Linked DNA regions of Sus scrofa: region 1 is linked to region 2. Evidence: chromatin contacts called from public Hi-C data. All regions are on one chromosome and are shown on one strand. The core of a region is the stretch at or near the end of the contact, and the rest is flanking DNA. Distances in the headings are between cores, read along the strand shown. Region 1 holds the start of MAML2 (mastermind-like protein 2). Region 2 overlaps MAML2 (mastermind-like protein 2).

Region 1 (6,460 bases), core at 439-2,938, 38 kb after region 2:
GCTCAGTGTTCAGGGCCACATGAATAGAGGTCTTCAGAGGTTTGGAGGGGGGACGGGGAGAAGGTATGGGGGAGGGGAGTTAGTAAAAAGAGGGTGAGGAGAAAGAATGGAAACCAATGGCAGAGGCTAAGTGGGAAACAAACCCTGATCAACTTACTCTAATTGCACTTGACAGCTCTGGAGAAGTTGGCCAGAGTTAGTGGGGGCTTTCCCCCCACCAAGCTGACAAGAGCCACTAGGTACTTTGTAAACACAAGATGGGGGGGGCGAGGGTAGAGCAAGAATTCAGGGATGGTCAAGCGAGAGACAGAAACAGACAGCAAAGGGAAATGAGAGAGGTGTTAATAGAGAGCTGGCCCCCCCCTCACCTAGTTGTTTCCGAAGATTCTTTATGGGGTTGTTTCTGCAGAGAAACACATTTCTACCATGATCTATGTAACCCACAGCATTTACTTTTCCTCAGGTTTTTTTTTTTTTTTTTAAAGTGCTGTTTCAGACGCTTTTTGAAGTCAATGCTCAAAACGTACAAAAATCAAGAGAGACTGTCTTTTGGCTTTTAATTTTTCCTCCCTTTCCCTTCGCTCCGGTGTTTTCTCCTCTTGGGGGGGGGGGTACTGTAGGATGTTGTCTTCTCCCCAAAGAGGGAGACGGCTTTTCAATTGTTAATGTCAGTAATTGGACTTTTGGACCATGCTTTTTTCTTCAGCTAATCCAATCACCGGTAAAAATCCTCATTCCCTCTAAGGTTTCCCAGCCTTAAATGAAAGCAGTCTGAAGTCACTAGCCACTGAGAAGAGAATCCTTCAACACATTTTTTTTTCCTTTCCCGCTTACGTTTCTATTCCTCACCCCCGGCTCGATTCTAATACAGTATCAAGAGAGACAAACTCTTCCGAGAGTAATTTACAAACGATGGTCAAACTTACAAACTTCCAGCAAATTGCACCGAGTCATGTCCAGCCACTTTTCTGTCCACTTTTGTACATTCCATCCCCGGCCAGTGGATCTGAGGGTCTGGACTCTCAATAAGCAATGTGGTTCTACCTCTTGGATTGCTCCGCTTTAGAGATGGAAAAGAAAGTAGCTGGTCTTTTCCTTTCTCTTTCCCGTCTGTTGTTCGCCGCTTGGCTGACACTGGCTCCGCTGCCCGGAGTCACGGCGATACACAGGCTTTCATTGTGCTCCGATAGGAGAGGGAGAGAAAGAGAGTGAGACAGAGGGAGAAAGAGAGAGCCAGCGAGCTGCAGAGGGGGGTGGGGGGGCGGAGGGCGGGGGGAGAGCTGGCCCGAGGCTCCCTGGTGGAAGGCGGGTGCCACTGCACGGGCGAGCCAGGCGGCCGGCGCCGGGGAAAGGGGAACGCAGAGGGCCTCCCAGCGGCTGAAGAGGTGAATCCCAAAGCCTGCGCATCTCCGCGGCGCGCGCAGCTCGGCCTCCGACTGGGCTCGGGGGTGGGGGAGGGGGGAAGGCTGGGGAAATTCCCCAGCCTCTACCCGACGACTTCACGAGCTCGAAACGTTGAAGAAATTCCCGCCCAGGGAATGTATTTTCCCATGCAGACCTCCGTTCTCCCCGCCCTTGCCCCCGAGGATGTCATTTTCATTTTTCAATATGTTGTCGATGACACCCCTGAGCACCTTAGCGAGAGTTGGGTGAGCACGGAGGAAACGCTCATTCGTGTCAGGGAGACACAGGGTGTGTGCGCGCGGGTCGGGGAGGGGGGGAGGGTGGGGGAGGGGAGAGGAACTCGCACCCTCAGCTCCTAAAGGGCAGGAGAGTGTCAGTCTACCTGCCCGCCTGTGGTGTGCGTCTCTGATAAGTCAATAGGGGATTACGAGCGAATCAGTAGCAATAAAAATAAAATACTCTACCATGGTGAAATTACCAATACCAGTTCTAGAAGGGGAAAAAAAAAGATTTCCTTGAAAATACAAGTTTGCCTACGACGAACCAAAAATGCAAGATCTGAGGTCTCCACAGCTGTCCGATTTACATCTATAATGAGGAAAATCATTCCGTTAGCAGTAGTTTCAAGAAGTTTAATAACACAAACCAAATCTCAGACACTGAATGTTGTCCCCTCTTCAGACAATCCTACCTTTAAGGTCTCCAAAAGTATACTGAATTCTGTTTGTTGTCAGTTACGGAGAATAAATTAAGATGAGCACACTGTTATTATAATCAGGACCATAAATGTTCTATGTATCCTAACTTGGAAGTCATTTCAATTTGAGGTCTCAAGCAATGGGGCTTTTTTAATCTAAACCAACTCTGCCATTTCAATAACACGGTCCTACTTCAAACTGAGTTGAAGAGAAATGAATGGGCAAAATCAAAGCAAACATTTTAAGACTGGATTTATCTATAGTTTAGTTCTCTTTAGGCTGGCCTACATTGGTCCATTTCATTTTCACAAATCCTGGAATGTTAGTTTGGAACCAGGAACAAGTGCATTCTGATGGCATATAACTTTGCTACTTTTCATTGGAACATATTTTATCTGTCTCTTCCAAGGCTAAGTTCCTCACCACTCAAGAAGAAAGGCAGAAATATATTGTTGTTGGGTATGCAAATTTGAATAGAGAATTCCCTCTATTAAAAAGAATTCCTCATTAAAAAGTGAATGAGTTTCGATCATATTACATTTTTTTAAAGGTGCATCCATTAGACATTACTTTCTTTCTACCACTCCTGACACTTTATATCCAGCAGTAATACTTGACAAAAGAGAAAAAATTAAATCTAAAACTTACCATTCACTGTACAGTCCTGCAATAGCATGGGTTTTGATTAATAACAGAGTCCTTAGTCAAATCTGCAACTCTTATATAAACTTTGATTTCTATGCTAGATAGGGACATACCTTAAGAACTTGGTCAAGCAAGAATTTGATAAATTTTCATTCTATATTCTAATGGTGTAGGACACTCCTCTACAATGTCTTTTATACACATTTAAACTTATGGCCATTTGATTTCAAGCTGACGTCATCATCCACATCCTCATTTCCATTCACATCAGTTACTATTTATTTACACTCAGTTTCAGGCACAGTACTTCCCTGATTTCTCCCTTAATCTACCCAAATCCTGAGGGAGAGGTATTACTAACTCCACCCAGAAATGAAGAAACTGAGGCTCATCAAAATCAAAACTATTTACATTAAACTAACTAGGAAGTAACAGATTAGGACTTGAACTCAAGACTGATTTCAAACCTATGCTCTCTTAACCACTGGGCTTGCTGCCTCAGTATCAAGTGTGAAAAGAGTTACAGGGAAACCAGACTATCCCCAAAATAGCTCAAGGGCTGTAATTACACTTCAATCAACATGCTGGAGTCTAAGTCCTATAATACCTCCAAGAAATGAGTAGTGAATAGAACTACTCATCTGAATATGGGAGCAGACAAGTGAGAAAATAGTCAATTACATCCAGCTGCCAATAAAATAAACATTACTTTTTTCCTTGTCTTTCTCTTTTTTATGGAACTGTTCCCTCTTATAACCCTAATGCTTCTGTATAGCCCTATGAATTTTTTCAAGCATTCCTTTTTATTTGTCTATTTGTCTTCCTCATCATCTCTGCCATCCATGGTTACCTGACACAAAGCATTTAACACTACAGTAATAAATGCTCAGATCTAAAAAGTTTATGACATGTCAGATTTATAAATTACAAACTACTCTTGTTATGTAAAATCAATGCTCTTGATGATGATGATAAAATAATACAGTATATCATAATACCCGCAAAAGTTAATTCCAATTTTTCAACATTTCTATTTTCTTCTACACTATGTGCCTCTGGCCCTGTGATCCATGCAAATTCTCACTTCCTGATAGCCTGTCTCTTTGCCATTCTTTTGGTGTTATCATGTACACAAAAGCCTCTTGTACTCTCCAAACATCCACTGAAGAAGCTTGCTAGGTTGCTGTGACCTCAGACATGAGCAAAACTACCTATTAGCGTTTCCTGATCAACAGTCAGAATGCTGTTCTAACAGGAAAAATGCTTCAAACCAACAAGAGGCCTGACCTAGGAACTCGGTCAGCTGCCATCGCAAGTCCCTAAAATCATTAGAGCCTTAATTTTTATGAATTAACTGCATGTGATTAAAAAGAATAAATTTTTTAAAATTTCCAGTTGGAACTCTCACTCTTCAGCTGTCTCAAGTTTGTCTGTAGTGCACATATGAGAAGAAGGGATACTTCCAGGGTCATCCAAGATACTTTAACGATCATTCTTTCCTTTTCCTTGGCCATCTTTTTACACAAATCATTCATACTCTCTTACCTTTCTACCTATCACTTTTCCTCTAAACTCTGCCCTGCTTCTTTTTGGACACTGTCACTTCCTCTTCAACTCTCAACCATGGCTTCATATAGTTAAGGTTTATTTCCATATGCAAGGGAAATAAGAATAGATATATGTGACTGAAATTTCTATTCCACACTTTTTTGTTGGCTGTCTGTGGCATATGGAAGTTCCCGGGCCAGGGATCAAACCCGCACCACAGCTTCGGCAATGCTGGATCCTTAACCTGCTGTGCCATAAGGAACTTCCTATTCCACACTTTTAAAAAAGGTATATGGAGTTCCCTTCGCGGTTCATCGGTTAACAAACCCTACTAGTATCCATGAGGAAGCAGGTTCGATCCCTGGCCTCCCTCAGTGGGTTAAGGATCCGCCATTTCCATGAGCTGTGGTATAAGACGCAGCTTGGATCCTGAGTTGCTGTGGCTGTGGTGTAGGCCGGCAGCTATAGCTCCGATTCGACTCCTAGCTTGGGAACTTCCATATGCAGTGGGTGTGGCCCTAAAAAGCAAAAAAAAAAAAAAAAAATAATAATAAAAATAAATAAATAAGTTATGCACTCCTCACATGAGATATCAGTATCAACATTCTCATGGCTTTGTATTTTTCTACCTGTTTTGTTTACAACCATAAAAGGGATAATTTTGGAAAATTCATTGCAGAAACTATTGAGGAATCTCTATGTAAAGACTTAATAAAATGTAGTTTTTAATATACGCACTTTATACTGAAGTCCATGCATGCCATTAATCACATAATAGATGAAGCCATGTTCAACCAACCTGAAGCAAGAAACAAGTATCTAAAATTCCACAGGAAAATAGCTCCTACTAGAACGCCACTTTTAAGAATTAAACATAGAGTTCCCATGAGGACACGGGTTCAATCCCTGGCCTTGCTCAGTGTGGGTTAAGCACCCAGTGTTTCCATGAGTTGTGGTGTAGGTTGCAGATGCATTTCAGATCCCACTTGCTGTGGCTGTGGTCTAGGCTGACAGCTGAGGCTACAAATCAACCCCTAGCCTGGGAACTTCCATATGCCACAGGTGCAGCCCTAAAAAGGCAAAAAAAAAAAAAAAAAAAAAGAATTAAACATAGAGAATAGACAGGGTCCATTTGTTCATTCTGAATCCATTTTATTTTATTATGGGAAATTTTAGATGTGCAAAGCAATGCAGATGCCAAAATATGGTTTTAAACTATTTTTGGTTGAATTTGTCTGAGATCTTCTAACATAAATAATTATATGGGAAAAGTTATGGATAAAAATAAATGAAATACATCTTAACCATTAACATGTAGATAGAATGGGATAGAAAGAGAAAGAACATTATGAAGCATGAAGAATACATATACGAAATTATTCCTGAACGTGAATTGTGAAAGATTATGGAGGCCTAAAATCTATTTGTAAAGGAAACTTTGGAAGAGTTTAAAAAAAAAAGCAGATTTCTGCTTAGGATAGGTAGACTCAGTCTGATTATGAGACAAGAGAATTGAGCTAAATGAAACACTGATTCTTCTTCTACAGTCCACTGATGTAGATAACAGTGGCAATAAAAAATATATTAATGAAGATCATTTAATACTGCAAATAGATAATAAACAGACCAGGGCAGGGATTCATCAATAATTACACATAGATGTTACTCTAAATACATTTTTTAAATACAGTGCTTTTCTACTAAACTGACAGGACATGAACAGCTCCTTGATAGTCACGTGTTATAAAGGCATGGTTATGTAACTTTAAAATATGCTTACTTAAAAATTATTGAGCATATGTTTTCTATGTACAGCAGATAAAAGTTTTATTAGCGTGCTTTTCTGGAAATTAAGATGAAAATATGTTGTACACAAGATATTTTGTCATGAAGATATACATAATATACATAAATATGTCACATGATACAGAGAAACAAGACTCATGATCTTCACATTTATATGAATTTACAAAATCTTCTCTGAAGGAAATGTGTTACAATTCAGTCAAACTTCTCATCTTGGAAGTAATCCGCACAATTGAGATATTCTTGAAGTTGACCATATTTCTGTGTACACAATAAAAAAGCTAGTTATTTTACTCAAAGAATTGATGATTAAACTAGGCCTTTTCAATTTATGGACACAAACAGGAACAAGTTTATCT
Region 2 (5,975 bases), core at 1,727-4,226:
TGCGACCTATGCCACAGCTGCAGCAATGCTGGATCCTTAACCCACTGCACCGGGCCAGGGATCAAACCCATGCCTCAGTGGCCACCTGAGCCACTGCAGAGACGAAGCCAGATCCTTAACCCATTGTGCCACAGTAGGAACTCCAGCTCCAATCTCTTAATAACCTTTTATAGACCTGTGAGTAATTAATATATTCATATAACTCTTCTTGGAATAGTCAGAGATGCTATGGCAACCTGAGCAGATAATCACAAAACCTTCTCCAGAAAAACAGCCCAGATCACAGTGATACTACACCAAGGTCAATCAGGGGGAAGGATCATTGAAAAAGAAAAAGCTAAATGCATCTGTGCCATGTTATGCTCTTATGTGTTCTGCTATTTATGCTTCTATTTAAGGAGTCACTGACTCAATCACTTTCTGAAAATTCAAAAACCCCAGAAAGCTGCAATTCCCTTGACTGAGAATAGCATTCCGAAATTTTATTAGGTCAAGGAATTCTCACTTATGGTGAAGGAATTAGTCTCTTTGCAACAAATTATTAATGCAAAAATAGTTCTGAGATTTAAAAAAACACTTTTATGCATTTTTAAGTAACTGTCAAATTTTTAAGTAACTATCAAAATATTAAGTAACTTTCAGAATATTTTTAAATGAAAGAGATTGCATTTTAAAACAATAAGGGAGAATTCCCGTGGTGGCTCAGCAGGTTAAGAAACTGACTAGTACCCATGAGGATGCAGGTCTGATCCCTGGCCTCCCTCAGTGAATTAAGGATCTGGCGTTGCAAGCTGTGGCATAGGTCACCAATGCAGCTTGGATCCGGCGTTGCTGTAGCTGTGGGGTAGGCCAACAGCTGCAGCTCCAATTTGACCCCAGTCTGGGACTTCCACATGCCGCAGGTGTGGCCCTAAAAAGAAAAAAAAAAAAAAAACAGTAAGGGAATGGCAAAACCATGAAGACAGTCAAAAGATCAATGGTTGCCAGGGGTTGGTGAGGAGGAAGGGATGAACAGGTGGAGTACAGATTTTTTGGGCAGTGAAACATCTGTACGATACCAAAAAGGAGGGCATGTGTCACTCTACATTTGTCAAATCCCACAAAATGTACAACACCAGGAGTGAACCCTAATGTAAACTATGGACCTTGGGTGATAATGACATGTCAATGTAAGGTCATCAACTGTAACATATATACCACCTGGTGGGGGATGTTGATCCTGGGGCAGTCTATTCACATGTGGGGGCAGAAAGTATGTAAATGGGAAATCTTTGTACCTTCCCCTCAGTTTTAGATCTCACACGTGAACCTAAAACTTTTCTTAAAATAAGGTCTATTTAAAAGACAATTATGAGATGATGATGATAATGATGATGATAAGGAGACTGAGTATGTCCTATAACAAAACCCATGTGAAACTGTTCTATACAGAAAACCCTCGGGGCGGGGGGAATCGCATCAATTTCCTCATTCCCCAACCTAGGTATCTGTAATTTACTATTTGAGTCATCTAGTACACAAAGGGAATTTTTTTCTATATTCAAAAAAACTTTCCCAACGTGTATGATTAACTATTTTAATAGTTAACTGGAAATACAGTAATCAAAAATTAAGGCAGATGAAAACATCTGTCTCTATGTAACACATGTCCCTCTAAGGTCAAACTGGGTGAAAATAAATAGCCAATCTGGCAACCAAATAAAACTACAAAGCAACAAACACAGTATAAACACTCTGAAAAGTGTTTCTAAAAGATAAAGTGAACTACTCCTAGAAAACAGACATTGAAAAAAAGAAAAAAAGAGAGCTTGAAAAGGAAATTATCTTGTGCTAAAAATCACATTCTTTATTCATCCACTGATTAAAGCCTTTCAGATCTTAAAAAAATAATAATAATAAAATGAACATTTAAAAGGTTTCATGTGAAATTTATACTCTAGTATTTTAATACATGAAAAAGCACCTTCCTTTCTGTTAGGTTTCAAAGCAGCTGCTTCATTTATCTGCAACATATATGTTTCTTACAAGTCTCTGGATGAACACACACAGAAAATATGGAGCACTTCAGTTGCATCTCTGTGATCACTGTATAGGCCTAGGCCCACCATACCAAATGAAGAAGAGCTAACGTGTTGACATCTGTTTTAGGCTAAAAATGGAAATTGTGAAGTTCTTTCCTCTTCCAAGAGTTCCCTGGAATGGATCAAAAGGCTTCAAAAGACTTGGCACCAAGGGAAATTCTAGGCAACATCTACACAGCACAAAATGAAATGGAGACTTGGCACCTTCCTAAAGAATTAGGGCTGTGTTGACCACTGCAAAAAGGGGGCCTTAACTGGCCCTTTGTGACCAGAGAGGCCAATGTAATTCACAAAGCTCCAGATTTTGCCTTTCTGGGGATCTATAATATTAACTTTTCATACAACCCCAACAAAAACTCCTTGCCTTTAGTGTGGCTAGACCATGACTAAACATCTAGGTTGGGCCAGGTCCTCTGGGGTGCAAATGGCCAAATCTCCCAGATGAGTGAGGCAAAGCCTTGTCTGGAGACTGAATTTAGAAGTCACTTTCCGGATCTTTTTTTTTTTTTTCACACCAAATCAACTCTGCCTGTGAAGGTTTACTTTTCTTGAGGCTGAGTCAGGATGAACCAGCCTTTGCAGGTGGAGCAGTTATTTGAGAGCCCACCATTCTATACAAGGGGTCTTTAGATGTAAAGCAGAAGCATTTTTGTTTTGCCTTTGAGTTGGGGTGAAGCACAAAGAATTGACTTGTTTCTCCTCCAAAGTTAAAGGACCAAACCCCAAGACAACCAAAATGTTGGAATTGTTTGTCATTTCCAAGTTGAAAGAAAGCAAAATGTGACTACTCAGAGCTCTATCTTTCCCTGATTAAAGCGATCCTGCCCTTTGAATTGCTACACAGGATACTGTTCTGTGGGGCTCACTCACAGGGCTGTAATAAGTCACAACAGCTTGGCACCTCGCCCAACAAAACACAAACTCCTGAAGTCTTGAGCTTTCCCATGGCAACATCACAGTCACCAACACAGCAAACAATCGCTCCAATCCCTACTCCCGCTCCCTTTTTCTAAGAGCAAAGGATATCATTGCAGCCAGTCTCCTAGAACCGTGCTAATTATCATCTATGAAAGGAGATAGCGACAGAGATCAAGTTGCCTTCAGCGCCGAACTTAAAATGAGATCAAAGGCAGGGTAACTACAGGAGCATACGGAAGTTCAACTTATACTTTCGCTTTCAAAGAAAAGACAGAAGCTTTATGTAAAGTATATTCCTTAAGGATTAATGTGCCTTGCTGCCCTGATTACCAAGTGGCTCTGGCTGGCCAGCAACCTTCATACAAAACTCCCATTCACTTTAGCCCAGTCGTTTTCTCTCTGTCTTTCTCTCTCTCTCTCTTTCTCGACAGCAGAGGGGGGTGGGGTAGGGGGGAAATGCCATCTTAAAGCTGCAGCTCGACCACATTCCTGAAACTGCAAAACTGGAAGTGTTTTCAAACCTCAGCTGCTTTCTCCAGCGGAATGCTCATTCTGCTCAGATGGGAAGGCCGCTGAGTTCCAGAGCTGGGTGGCAGCTCCCTATTGCAGATTAAAGCAGCGCCACTTCCTTTATGACCGCCTCTTTTCAGATTCAAATAACATCCTTGGGGGTGACCATCTCTTCTCACAAAAAACCGTCTGGGCTCCCACAAATCTCCTACAAGAGTAATCTCTTTGTGTATTAATTTGATTTTAGGTCCTTGGATGGCTCCTGACAGTTCAGGAGCAGAACTAATACCAAACCCCAAGAGAATAAATAGTCTGGGACTCATGGGTGGCTATCACTGTGCTAGGGGGTGGGGAAGGCAAGGAAGAGTCCTGGCTTCATGTGGTTTTGCACTCTGCTTGTTCCACTCTGATCCATAGTGAAGCCCTGCATGTGCTTGTGGAGGATTTTATAATTCTAGACACAAATCTTAGCCAGGGCCACAGACTACATTTGGGATCCCCCAACCTCAGAATTAGAATAAAAATTTCAGAGGAGGTTCTGTTTCAGCACAGCTACAATTTGGGGGGAGGGGTTCGTCCATGTAATAAAGAATATAAAACACTAATGACAAGGTATGGAAGTAATTATACCAAGATATTTCAATGATATCCTAAACCAAGAACGGGACAAAAAAAAAAAAAAAAAAAAATCCAGCGAGTCGCTAAACAATAGCAGGATTCTAAAATGTAACTGAAGCCTTTTGAACATACATATGGGTGACTGCTGTATCATTCAAGACATTTAAATACCCCCATATCTACACTATGGACAATTTAAATAATTATGGTGTTACATTAAATTCTGGCCTCAACTTTTCACTTACTATATACTTGATTATGTTTTATTCTCTATTATCCCACCATTCCCCAAACCCCACAATCTAATGATGTAATTTTTATCATTAAGAAACTTATTGTAGGACTTCCTGCTGTGACTCAGGGGAAACAAATATGACTGGTATCCATGAGGATGCAGGTTTGATCCCTGGCTTCGCTCAGTGGTTTAAGGATCCAGCATTGCTATGAGCTGTGGTATAGTCGCAGATCCTGAGTTGCTGTGGCTGTGGCACAGGCCAGCAGCTACAGCTCCAATTCAACCCCTAACCTAGAAATCTCCATATGCCATGGGTGTGGTCCTAAAAAGACCAAAAAAAAAAAAGGAAATTTATTGTAGACATAAAGTATTGAGCTACAAGAACAGAGGTATGGATCAGAGTTGCTTTAACAACCCAGAAAGCACTTTCCATAATTATTTCCATGACTAATTCCTTCTCCTTTACACCTTAGTTTAATTAAATCTGAAGGAAATTGGACTCCATGGTTATAAATTACTTGCTATTATAGTATTTTTTGTTATGCTTACTTGTTGTTAATCTATTTCTCTATTAGACTCTAAAGTCCTTGAGGTCAAGAATCATGTGTCTAACCTGGTGTCTTGAATACAATGGCTATTCAACAAATATTGGTTGAATCAATGAATCCTTCATTTAGACACAGCGAACAACACATATGCTATATACTTCCTGCTCTACAAACTTCTGTCCAAATGTAAAAGTGCTGCAACATAAAGAAATAAAATAGAACAAAAATAATTCACTGGTTAAGTTTGGCAAAATAAAGAGCTGAAGGGAAAGAAAAAAGAGATTCAAGTGTCCTTGGTGGGGTTAGCTGGCAATGTCTTCATCAGTATGTCCTGAAATTTCTGGATGAATGTTTTTGGGTTTTGGAGAGAATGAACTCCCACTGATGTAAGTAATCCATTGTGTCTGACATCATACTAAGATCTGCAATGCTATTATTGTATTTTACTGTGAAGTGTTTGACAAGGCCTTCATGCTCAAGAGGCCAAAGTTTCAAAACTGCCCTTCAGTTTAACCCTACTGATGTGGTTTGGTAGAAAGACTGCAGAAACTGCATGCTTTATGTGTACCAAACATTATTCTGCTCATAATTACAAATGATTCATTCTTACCTACAACTGTGGGATCTGTACAGAGAGATGCATACAAGCCAGCAGCATCAAGGTTACTGAGACCATCACGGATGGTAAGGATGACAAGGGTGATGATGATGACAGTGATAACACTGATGACACGGATGACAGCAATGATGATGGTGATGACGGTAATGATGGCATCTAACCACTACTGAGCACCACGACTACACTTTCTCACTTCATCCTCACACCAGTCCTGTTAGGGAGGTTCTATTACATCACCATTGGAAAGAGGGAGGGGGGGAATTAGTGCCTTAGAAAGAAATGATTTCCCTCAATTTGCTCAGTTAATAAATGGTAGAGCTTGGAATCTAGTGCCCATGGCCTTCACTGTTATGATATTCCACCTCCCAGATGGATGACTTTCAAGATTCGTAACTTCCAAAATGTACATGATAACAGACAGGGAGAATACTTGCTTCTTCCTCTTT

The links. Hi-C and Micro-C count contacts between places; a contact is called where the count stands out from the background.
Region 1: a contact with region 2 is called in a Hi-C map of alveolar macrophages, with 1.9 times the contacts expected there. The contact joins the promoter of MAML2 here to the enhancer-like site in region 2. A contact is called at or near these places in 1 of 5 promoter capture datasets (liver), 6 of 47 Hi-C or Micro-C datasets (alveolar macrophages, embryonic fibroblasts, heart right ventricle and 3 more) and 2 of 2 datasets of contacts at active chromatin or transcription factors (alveolar macrophages and skeletal muscle).

What each region holds. Positions count from the first base shown.
Region 1 is chr9:28,371,294-28,377,753 of Sscrofa11.1, forward strand. It overlaps MAML2 (mastermind-like protein 2), which reads right to left and starts at 1,689. Exons shown (of 4, transcript XM_021102335.1): 1 at 1-1,689. CCDC82 (coiled-coil domain-containing protein 82) reads right to left here. Exons shown (of 9, transcript XM_021062697.1): 9 at 5,423-6,362. The coding sequence ends at 6,297.
Region 2 is chr9:28,331,940-28,337,914 of Sscrofa11.1, forward strand. The region is part of intron 1 of MAML2 (mastermind-like protein 2); the gene reads right to left. Among named protein-coding and RNA genes, the nearest start is that of MAML2, 38 kb to the right of the region's middle. Within about 2 kb of position 2,977, at least 72 of the 83 cell types and tissues checked have an H3K27ac peak or open chromatin away from gene starts, as enhancers often do. A contact at or near this core is called in alveolar macrophages, embryonic fibroblasts, liver and 3 more, where this site is marked.